Regions from separate parts of the Gossypium hirsutum genome. Here regions 1 and 2 are each linked to region 3. Evidence: chromatin contacts called from public Hi-C data. All regions are on one chromosome and are shown on one strand. Each heading gives the region's core, a stretch centred on a gene start, on an enhancer-like site or on the middle of the called end of the contact. The rest is flanking DNA. Distances are from core to core; before and after follow the strand shown.

What was found. A called contact is a pair of places that touch in the nucleus more often than the background predicts.
Region 1: a Hi-C map of leaf shows a contact between it and region 3, with 2.9 times the contacts expected there. The contact joins the promoter of LOC107951968 here to the promoter of LOC107952216 in region 3. A contact is called at or near these places in 14 of 34 Hi-C or Micro-C datasets (anther, callus, fibers and 4 more).
Region 2: a Hi-C map of leaf shows a contact between it and region 3, with 2.9 times the contacts expected there. The contact joins the promoter of LOC107951965 here to the promoter of LOC107952216 in region 3. A contact is called at or near these places in 5 of 34 Hi-C or Micro-C datasets (callus, hypocotyl and leaf).

What each region holds. Positions count from the first base shown.
Region 1 is chrA02:49,018,603-49,021,631 of Gossypium_hirsutum_v2.1, forward strand. LOC107951968 reads left to right here and starts at 1,761. Exons shown (of 4, transcript XM_041084758.1): 1 at 1,761-1,915.
Region 2 is chrA02:49,081,470-49,084,567 of Gossypium_hirsutum_v2.1, forward strand. LOC107951965 (calcium-dependent protein kinase 3) reads left to right here and starts at 1,380. Exons shown (of 9, transcript XM_016887162.2): 1 at 1,380-1,881; 2 at 1,971-2,257; 3 at 2,553-2,696; 4 at 2,899-3,051. The coding sequence starts at 1,502.
Region 3 is chrA02:48,477,275-48,480,654 of Gossypium_hirsutum_v2.1, forward strand. It overlaps LOC107952216, which reads right to left and starts at 1,334. Exons shown (of 2, transcript XM_016887490.1): 1 at 1,262-1,334; 2 at 596-1,167. The coding sequence starts at 1,334. The coding sequence ends at 596. It overlaps LOC107951162 (a long non-coding RNA gene), which reads left to right and starts at 1,509. Exons shown (of 2, transcript XR_001698343.2): 1 at 1,509-2,590; 2 at 2,721-3,380.

The DNA of each region.
Region 1 (3,029 bases), core at 511-3,010, 540 kb after region 3:
TGTATTAATAGATTTTGAATAATATTCTTCAAACCATTCAAAGAATTTTCTATGAATTTTATGGATATTCATGAATTCATAATATTCCCGAAGAATGCTTTCTTTTTTATCATTATAATTTTTAAAGTAATCGTCTCTTTTTTGTTTATTTTTATTGGAATAGAAGTATTTTCTACACCATTCCTTATTGAACAAATATTTCTAAATTTTCTCCTTGTCTTGCATTATTAGTCATTGATGAGTATGTTGGTGACATATTAAGTGAATTTTGGGGACTTTCTTCCTGTCTGGCATAAATAGGTTGAGCTATATTTGAGGAATTATCTATTCCTTGTAAATTGGTTCTAAATGTTGTTGGGATAGAAGAGACAGAGGCTCTAGCTATCCTAAAATCTGCCATTTGTGTTTTTGGATTTGATTCTTCTTCTAAATTTAACCTCTTAAAAGCTGTGCTAGTACTTCCTATTTCAAAGGAATGACTTGGAGGCATTCTCTGTGGCCTGTTGAACATCAATTCAACTGTGTCATCTTGGTGTTAGGAAATTTCACTTAGTGAAGTGTTTCTAATTGGAGTTGATGCCACAGGGTCAGTAGCACCTTTAAGTTTCCACCTATCAGGAAGGTTGATTTCATGCCATTGTATTGTTAATGAGATTGTGGTATGAGATATAGAGGTATATGTTTCTATTGAAAGGGTTTCTCCTTTTGAGCTTTGAAGTAAAGCCTTGATATTGACTATAGAATACATAGCATTAAAATGTATTGGTCAAAGCTAGTACTTCAATCTAGGAAGCATTTTGTAATTATGAGTATGAATTTGAATGGTCAAAGATTGTAAAATATTTTTATCAGTTAAAGAAACCATAAAATTTGAGTAACAATTAAAATGTATTGGGCCAATACATAGGCTTATTTCTATAGTTCCTAATAATGAGTCATTAAACATAATGTGTCTTTGGTCTCTTAAAGACAATTAAAATTGAGGTATTTTTGGTGGCTTCAACATTAAGAGGTTTGACACCAACTTGGACTAATCCAAAATAGACATATTTATATTTTTGTTCTTTGAGTTTATTAATGATGATTGCATCTAATAATTTGATTGTTTCATATTATTTTTAATAGGTAAACTCCTTTCTTTTATTTTTATAACGTAACTATAAAAAATATTTAAATTTTTAGAAGTTGTTTTCTTATAAACTTGGTTTGTTGGAACTCTTGGGAGAGTCCAATTATCAAATATTTGAGGAACATTTTCATAATGTTTTTCTTGTTCATTAACAGTGTTATTTGAGGTTTGGTCAAATTATTAAAATCTATTGGAAGCAAAACTTACAGAAAAATTGGTTCTTCTAAGGAAGGGAAACATTCTTTATTTTCTTATTTCCTACAAGGGAGTTCTACTATCAGTATTTCTGGATTACTATAATTACCTACAGTGCTACTTTGTTCTTAGCACGTCTAATCCATAACTAATTGAACTGTGTATCAATACTCAATAAAAATAATAATACATTAATAAAAATAATTAAATCATAACTCAAAAATATTAAAAACAAATTAAATATTTTTAAAAATTACAAATACCTACCCTCATTTATTCACATGAAAAAATTTTAAAACACCGAAACATATTGTGGACTGCCTTAGAGGTGAGTAGAATATAAAATATAGATTAATATCTGAACATTTTAAAACCCTAAAAGTAGCACGTGAAGCTATACATGACACGTGCCAACAACATATGAAATTCTACCATTTCACGTCCTTTTTAGCCACTCTTGTGTGTCACTCGCTTGGTATTTTCGCCGTTCATTTCCATCTCTCTCTCTGTTGCCGCGCGCCAAAGCCCTAGAAATCCCCCCCATTCGTACACGCCCTTTTCTCTGATCAAATCCTTCAATCCAATTTCAAGGTAATTCTTTCCTCTCTTTTTTTTTTCTTAAAAAAAAGAAACTTGTTATTCCTTTCAACAACTCCTTTTTTTTTCCCCTTTACAAATGCTTAATATTCTTAAAATCCCGTCCAGTTGCAGACTAGCTGAGTCTTCCTTTCCTGACTTATACACCCACACACACATACACACATATGCATGTTAGTATCTGGGTCTGTTTGGTTGCCAAGAAACTCAAACCCGTAATGAAAATTCAGTTAGAAAAAGTTAGTTCCTTTTTTATTTTATGTTTTGATCCAAGAGACGTGAATTCTTAGAAAACCTCAATTGAGCTGAATCCAATACGTTTAGTTTAATTTTTTGAAAAAAAATTGGGAATCATCGAGGAAGAAATCGGTGTTATTATTAATTATCATTCCTTTCATATACTTTTCTCAGGGAAATCCGTTTAGTTTTAAATTATTTGCGATAAAAATGACTTACTTCTTTTTTCTCTTAAGATGAAAACATTTCTTTTTGGTGATTAATTTTATCACCAGGAATCTAGCCTCAACTGTTTCATAGATCTTGACTCAAATTGTTGTTCTTGATATTCTTTTTTTTTTTTTTAGTGATTGCTTCAGTTATGATTTGTTACTGATATATACTTTTTGTAGGATTTGTGGATAAATATTGGAACTCATGTAGTTATCTTTTCATAATTTAAGTCCATTTTTAATTTTTTTTGCTAAATTATATAAATAAATATATTTTTCATGTTGAGTTGGTATTGAAAAACTACTTAGCTTGAAGGAGTTTAAGTAGATCAAATATGGTATTAAAGACAGTGATCATCTTTCATCATGTGGGGCCTTCTTACCATGTCAATAATGAAACTTTTACTACTGTTATGTTATATGATTTCAATGTTATGTTTGATTCATTAGCTTGGCTTCTAACCCCCATTATTGATGCTGTATTTGGCTGCTTATAAAGGAGAGAAAAAAGAAAGGATCTAATTGTTTTTTTAATATTTTGCATTCCTTGAAATGTCCTAAAAAGAAGAACAATTCATGTCTATAGCCAGCTTTAAATTTGTTCTTCAGTTCTCCTGCATTTAAATATATTATTTCAATGAAAATCTATCACCTTCCTG
Region 2 (3,098 bases), core at 130-2,629, 600 kb after region 3:
ATAACAGAACAATGGCTACAAATCAGGAGCCACAACAACAACAACTATTGAACAACCCCAAGCCACCCGCATCCCTGAAAAACCAAGCACTCAAGCACCATGGAAGCCAGTGGTTCCAATCAAACATGAATAGACTATTGGATTCAAAGAAAAAGAAATGACCAATAATTGGTAAATGCAAATTTCAAAGCATTAGGTGACATAACATGGTACTGATTCAGATTTCAATTTCCAGCCCCAAAAATTCATTCCAAGTTAAAATCTCGATAACAGCAAATAAAATAGGTCCATAATACAAAAATCCAAATAGATATTCAAAAGAAGAATGAACTCGGCATTACACATTTGAAGTTCAATGGCAAACAATATAAATGAAGGTAAATAAGTAGGGGCTTGATTGTATTGCTGCATGAAACTTAGTTCATATCAATGAGGATCTCACCTCTTCTTGGCAGCCTCTCCATCCTTCTTCTGCAATGTGGGCAAAGTCACAAATAATATAAAAAATAAAGTCAAGAAAAAATAGTTGAAAAAATAAACACCCTAATTACCTTCTTTACACCTCTAACTTTCCTAGCCCTGTTTTTCCTTTCCTTCATCTGATTTCTAGACTTTTCAACCTTGGTATCAAGTCCATTCTATCATTGGAAGATAAGAACTTAAGAATCAATACATAAACTATGTATGTGCATTAGCATATGCACTCAACTTGTGCGGCAGAGAGCGTTGGCTATGAAGGCATAGGTGCCGTGGAGGTGTAGTCTTCTTTGAGTTCTCAGATTTTGACCCTTAGGAATCGTTGGTACAAAAGCTCCTTCCATTTTCTCATTTTCTTCTCCTCTTCTTCTTTTTCTCCATTTCTTCTCTTATTCCTCTTTTTTTCTCTTCTTCTTCTACTATCCAGGGCTCTTAAATGGGTTTAGGGTTAAAAAGGACTATTTAAATGAAATGCAATGTTACTTTTTTGTTACCTCTATAACGGAAAATGATTAAAAGGACTATTTTGTTATTTTTTCAAAGTTGAATGATTCAAATGAAACCTATGTGACTATTTTGTTAGCTACCCAAAGTTAAGTGACTGTTGGTGTAATTTACCCAAAGTAATTTTAAAATTGAAGATACAAATTAAGCTCCTTTACTGATAGAATAAAAGATTATAAGCTAAGAAACTATATAGGATTGCCTTGAATTATTACATTAAATCTATATCATCAAACTATATAAAAATAAATAAATAATAAAACCCTAAATGAACGTCATGTAATAAATGTGGGAGAAACTGTAAACCATAATAAAATCCTAAATCGATCATCAAAATGTAATTTAAGTTATTCATAAGTGATTATTTTTGCAATTTCTCCTAAAAAGATTGCACAGTTTCAGTTTCGGATAAACAAATGAAACACGTCCCGTCCCTTCTGTCTTCCGTTTAACAGCTCCCTTGACTCCCATTCGACCTAGAAAACGGAACGGAGTTTCCCGTTATTTATTCTTTTAAACTATGGGTAACTGCAATGGTCTTCCGTCCACCGGTAACCAGTTCCAACCACTATCCGACTCCGGCGTTGGTCTCCTCGATGGTGGCATCAACGTCCAACCTGCCCCACCACCGCCAAGACCTCAACAATCTTCAACCCACCACCATCCTTCACCTGCCGTCGGTCGTGTCCTCGGCCGTCCCATGGAAGACGTCCGTTCAACTTACGTCTTCAGCGGAGAGCTCGGCCGTGGGCAGTTTGGTATTACCTACTTGGTAACTCACAAAAAAACCAAGCAGCAGTTCGCTTGTAAATCTATCCCCAAGCGTAAGCTTATCAACCTTGAAGATATCGAAGATGTCCGCCGTGAAGTACAAATTATGTACCACCTCACCGGCCACAGGTTTCTTCCCCTAATAAAAAACTTTATAGCTTTTCATTTTTTATTTTGTAACTTAAAAAAAAAAGGTCTTAGTAAATGGGTTTTGAAAGGAATATTGTGGAGCTGAAAGGGGCCTATGAGGATCACCAATCAGTGAATTTGATTATGGAACTGTGTGCTGGAGGGGAGTTATTTAATCGGATTATAGCTAAAGGTCATTTTTCAGAGAGGAAAGCAGCTAACTTGTGTAGGCAGATAGTGATGATGCTGCATAATTGTCATTCCATGGGGGTAATGCATAGGGATTTGAAGCCTGAGAATTTCTTATTCTTGAATAAGGATGAGGATTCTCCGTTGAAAGCTACTGATTTCGGGCTCTCTGTGTTTTTTAAGCCAGGTGAGCTATTTTGTGGTCTCTCGATTGAGTAAGGGTGCATAAGGACTAGAGACTTATTGTGCTGGACAGTAATTATAGCTATAGTCAATCATTATGTATTGTGGAATACTGAAATGATGGAAACTTCATATCGAAGATCTTTATTGATCGATGTTTCTAGGCACAAAATGCTACTACTTAAAGTATATGTTGAATTCTCATGTTTTAGCCACAGTTCATCTAACAGGAGTAAGGTAGTTCCTCACCTTATTATCGAATGATGGGTATCAACTAGAAAGCTTCTCTACTGATGCAGGAGATGTTTTTAAGGACCTTGTTGGAAGTGCTTATTATGTTGCTCCAGAAGTATTGCGCCGGCACTATGGACCTGAAGCTGATATTTGGAGTGCTGGGGTGATTCTTTACGTTCTTCTTAGTGGGGTACCACCATTCTATGGAGGTACTTAATTATAAAATCTTCATTTTAATGTACTACAGCTACATTCCTTTTATAGGTGTTGGGAACTTTGTAGTTTTAAATTTCGATGATATGCAGTTGACTGTATATATAATATATTAATTAAGAGCTGATTGTTAATGAGCTCTGCTCGGTGGTGGATGAGTGAGACATCTGACAATGCCGCTTTTGATTTTGTATGCAGAAACTGAGCAGAGTATCTTTGATTCTATTCTTAGGGGAAATATTGATTTCTCGTCTGATCCATGGCCTTCCATTTCCAGCAGTGCCAAAGATCTCGTGAGGAAGATGCTACGGGATGATCCTAAAGAACGACTTTCAGCATCTGAAGTCTTAAGTAAGTTTTTCCTTTTCTGTCATTTTTTTAATTGAATTTCAAGGCCC
Region 3 (3,380 bases), core at 84-2,583:
AGGTTGCTCCCCATAAAGATTTTTGTAATAGTTCACTGCTTCTTGTTTCAAAACATCTTCATCCATAATCCATTCCCCTTCTTGATTCTTCAGAGCCACAATCTGATTATGCTTTCTTCTTTGCAGAGTTCGCCTATGAAAGAACTTTGTGTTACGATCACCAAAAACTAACCAGTCACACCTAGCCTTCTTCTGCTAAAGGAGCTCCTCATGATGTAAAACAAACTCTAGCTCTTCTCAGATTTCTAGCTCAACCTGATTCAAAAAAATTGAGCTCCTACGATCAATCTCCTTTTGAACATTAGCCAGCTTTTTCTTCAAAAGATACTTCCGATGCATAATGTAACCATAAACCTCCTTATTCCATAATTTCACTCGATCAGTGAAAGTTGCATGAGTTAGTGACATATCTCCCATAAACTTCCAATTCTCCTTAGCAAAAGCAGAAAATCCCGGATGCTCCACCCAACCAGCTAAAAACCGAAAAGGTCTAGTAGATGAAGACTGATCAACAAGCATAATAGATATTTTAGAGGTCTATGGTCTAATTTAAGCTTTTGGAGATAATAACTTTGGACGAAGGAAACTTTAGACTCTAAGCTTTATTACAAATAGCTCTGTCGAGTCTCTCAAAAACACCCCCTCTATTCCAAGTAAAATTAGGCCCATTAAAACCCAGATCTTGCAAACCCATGGAATCCATGAATTCACTAAAGAGACCACATATTTTCCCGATAACTCGACCACCTCTTTTTTCGCACAAAGCTAGAATAGCGTTGAAATCACCAATCGCTAACCATGGAGACCCATCCACTAGCACAATATGTTTAGGAACCTCCCATAACTGCTTCCTTTTTTGACCATTAGGACTACCGTATACGAAAGTAACTAAAATTGGTCGCCAAAAAACCATCCCAAAAATTCGAAGAAGAATAAATTGGGGATGATTCCCCAAAATATCAACAGTAATAGAGTCCTTCCAACCAATCCAAATACCACCTGAGAAACCCACAGCCTCCATGCGATGTGAACACTCAAAGTCGAGCTTAGAAATTATAGAATCAGCTTTAGGTCCACTCACCCTTGTTTCTAAAAGTCCAACCAAATCAGGCTTATGCTCTCTATTATACTCCCAAAAGATACTAGGGAATTTCAAGTTGGCACAACCTTGACAATTCCAACAAAAAATAGTAAAATTCATAGATGACTAAAGAAAAAACAAAATTACCGCCAAATTATGCAGAGGTGGAATCAGGACCACCTGTCTGTCCTGTAGTGCTCCCTCCAATACCATCCGGTCTAGGCGCTCCTTGCGAATTTACAAGATTAACCATGGAACTTATAGCATCTGATAATGGGATTCGGGAAATTCCAGCATTTTTTAATCTACCACCCTTGTCTTTAAAAGAACGATTAAAAGAAGCTCCCCCACGATTGTTACCATTTATTCTCTAAACCTCGTCCTCTGGATACAGAAAAAGATTTATTAGAACCAATTAAAATATTTTTCTTGATACTTTTAGGCATTTTAGGCCGAATGATGCTTAGGATCTAAAAAATTAGTATCTAAATTCACCACCAATTCATTAGATCCTTCGAACGTAGGATTATTAAGAACCAAGTTGCCCTTCCTAAACTCTGAAAGACCCGAATGCTCCTTTCCCATTTCCTACTCAAATAAAACGTTAGAAGAAGTGTTAACTGCAAATTGATTTTTTAAGACATTATCATGCCCATTAGAAAATGAATTATCAAAACCATTCAAAAAAGGCCCATTAAAAATTAAAATATCATTCGGCCTAGCCTAATCCCCACTTGGCCCACCGCTCAAACCATTTGAAAGCCTACCAGCTTGCACCTTTTTCATTTTTAGATTACCAGAACCTGTAGACGGTACAAGAGAAATAGAATTAGTAAAATTACAACATTGATCCTTGTCTTTTTGCAAAAAATTTCCAGATCCCATAGGCCTTTTCCCCATTGATTTGGACCCGATTTTCCCCCTGCTCAGGTCTGCTCTAGCATTGTCCAGGCCACTCACCCCTGAGCCCAAAACAGGCCTAACCACATCCACGGAGCCCGCATCAGCCCATGGTCCATTTCCTCTAAATCCCCCGAAACCCTTTTGACTAAAGCTCTATTCTCTTTAGAATTACCTTCTAGAATAACTTGCATCTTTCCTTTTCCACTCACAAAACTCCCAACGAATGCATTAAGACCACCGCCTAAATTATTTCCCTCAACTAAAGGCGTGAATCTAGATCCCAACGGATCTTTGCCTAAAATATCATCCCCTTTTACCCTAGAGTTACGTGATCTCCTCTGTGATCTTTTCTCAACTAACATCCATCGTCCGAAATCATTGTTCTTTCCATCTTCACCACCCCCGACCTTACACCAGAAGCCATCTCCGGCGAGGCTTTCATTCCTTCCAAAAAAGTCTCCGACCTCTCCAAAACCGCACCAACACCTGTCGCTGAACATAACTCTTTAACGTGCCCATATCGTCCACAGTTGAAACAAACTGTCGGTAGAGATTCATACTCTACCCGTTGGATGTCCCCGTCGACCAAATCCTTAAAGATAAGAGGTTGATCAAGATTGACAAACACAGCCAATCGGGCAAACCTTCCTTGAGTACTTTTGTCAGTTTAAAAATCTAATTTGACTACTTTACCAATTAAACCCCTAATTTCTTCGATGATTTGCCTCTTGTAAAGGTAGCCCGGAAGCCCTAGCAGACGGATCCAAGCCAACACCACACTGGGGTAAGGTTGTGTTGGATTAAACGACCTCGTCCAAGGCTGCACAATGAGGTATTGCTCGAAAAATATCCACGAACCTTGAGTTAAAACTTTATTATAATCTTCCATGTCCTGAAACTTAACAAAAAAATAACCATTCGTGATATCCATTAGATGAAAGGATTTTGTAGTGTTTCCAGAGGTTGAGTATGCAATTATAAAGCACGTTATAGCCAATGTTTCGCCCGAGTAATTTAAGAACAATCGTTGATTCCATCTCCTTGGAGAGAATATCTTTGATGCGCTCCGAAAAAGTGATGGCCGGAATCCCGTTAACCATTGAGGTATTCATGTCACCATCCAGAATTTCTAAACCACCATCGTCCCTTCCAAGATTCCTTGCTAGATTTCTATCGGGGGAAGCCACCCCTCCTCCCAAAAGTTTCTCTTTGAATGACATCATCGGCTATTGCTCAGAATCCACCACCATACAAGTTTCTTCAGTACCTTCGACATCTTTGAAACGTACTTTTTTGGTATTCCGATCACCATCGTCATAAGGATTACTCATTTTCTAGGATTCAGAATAAAGAAAATTATTTAATACATCGTCGGTTAGGAAAATCCCCTTTATTG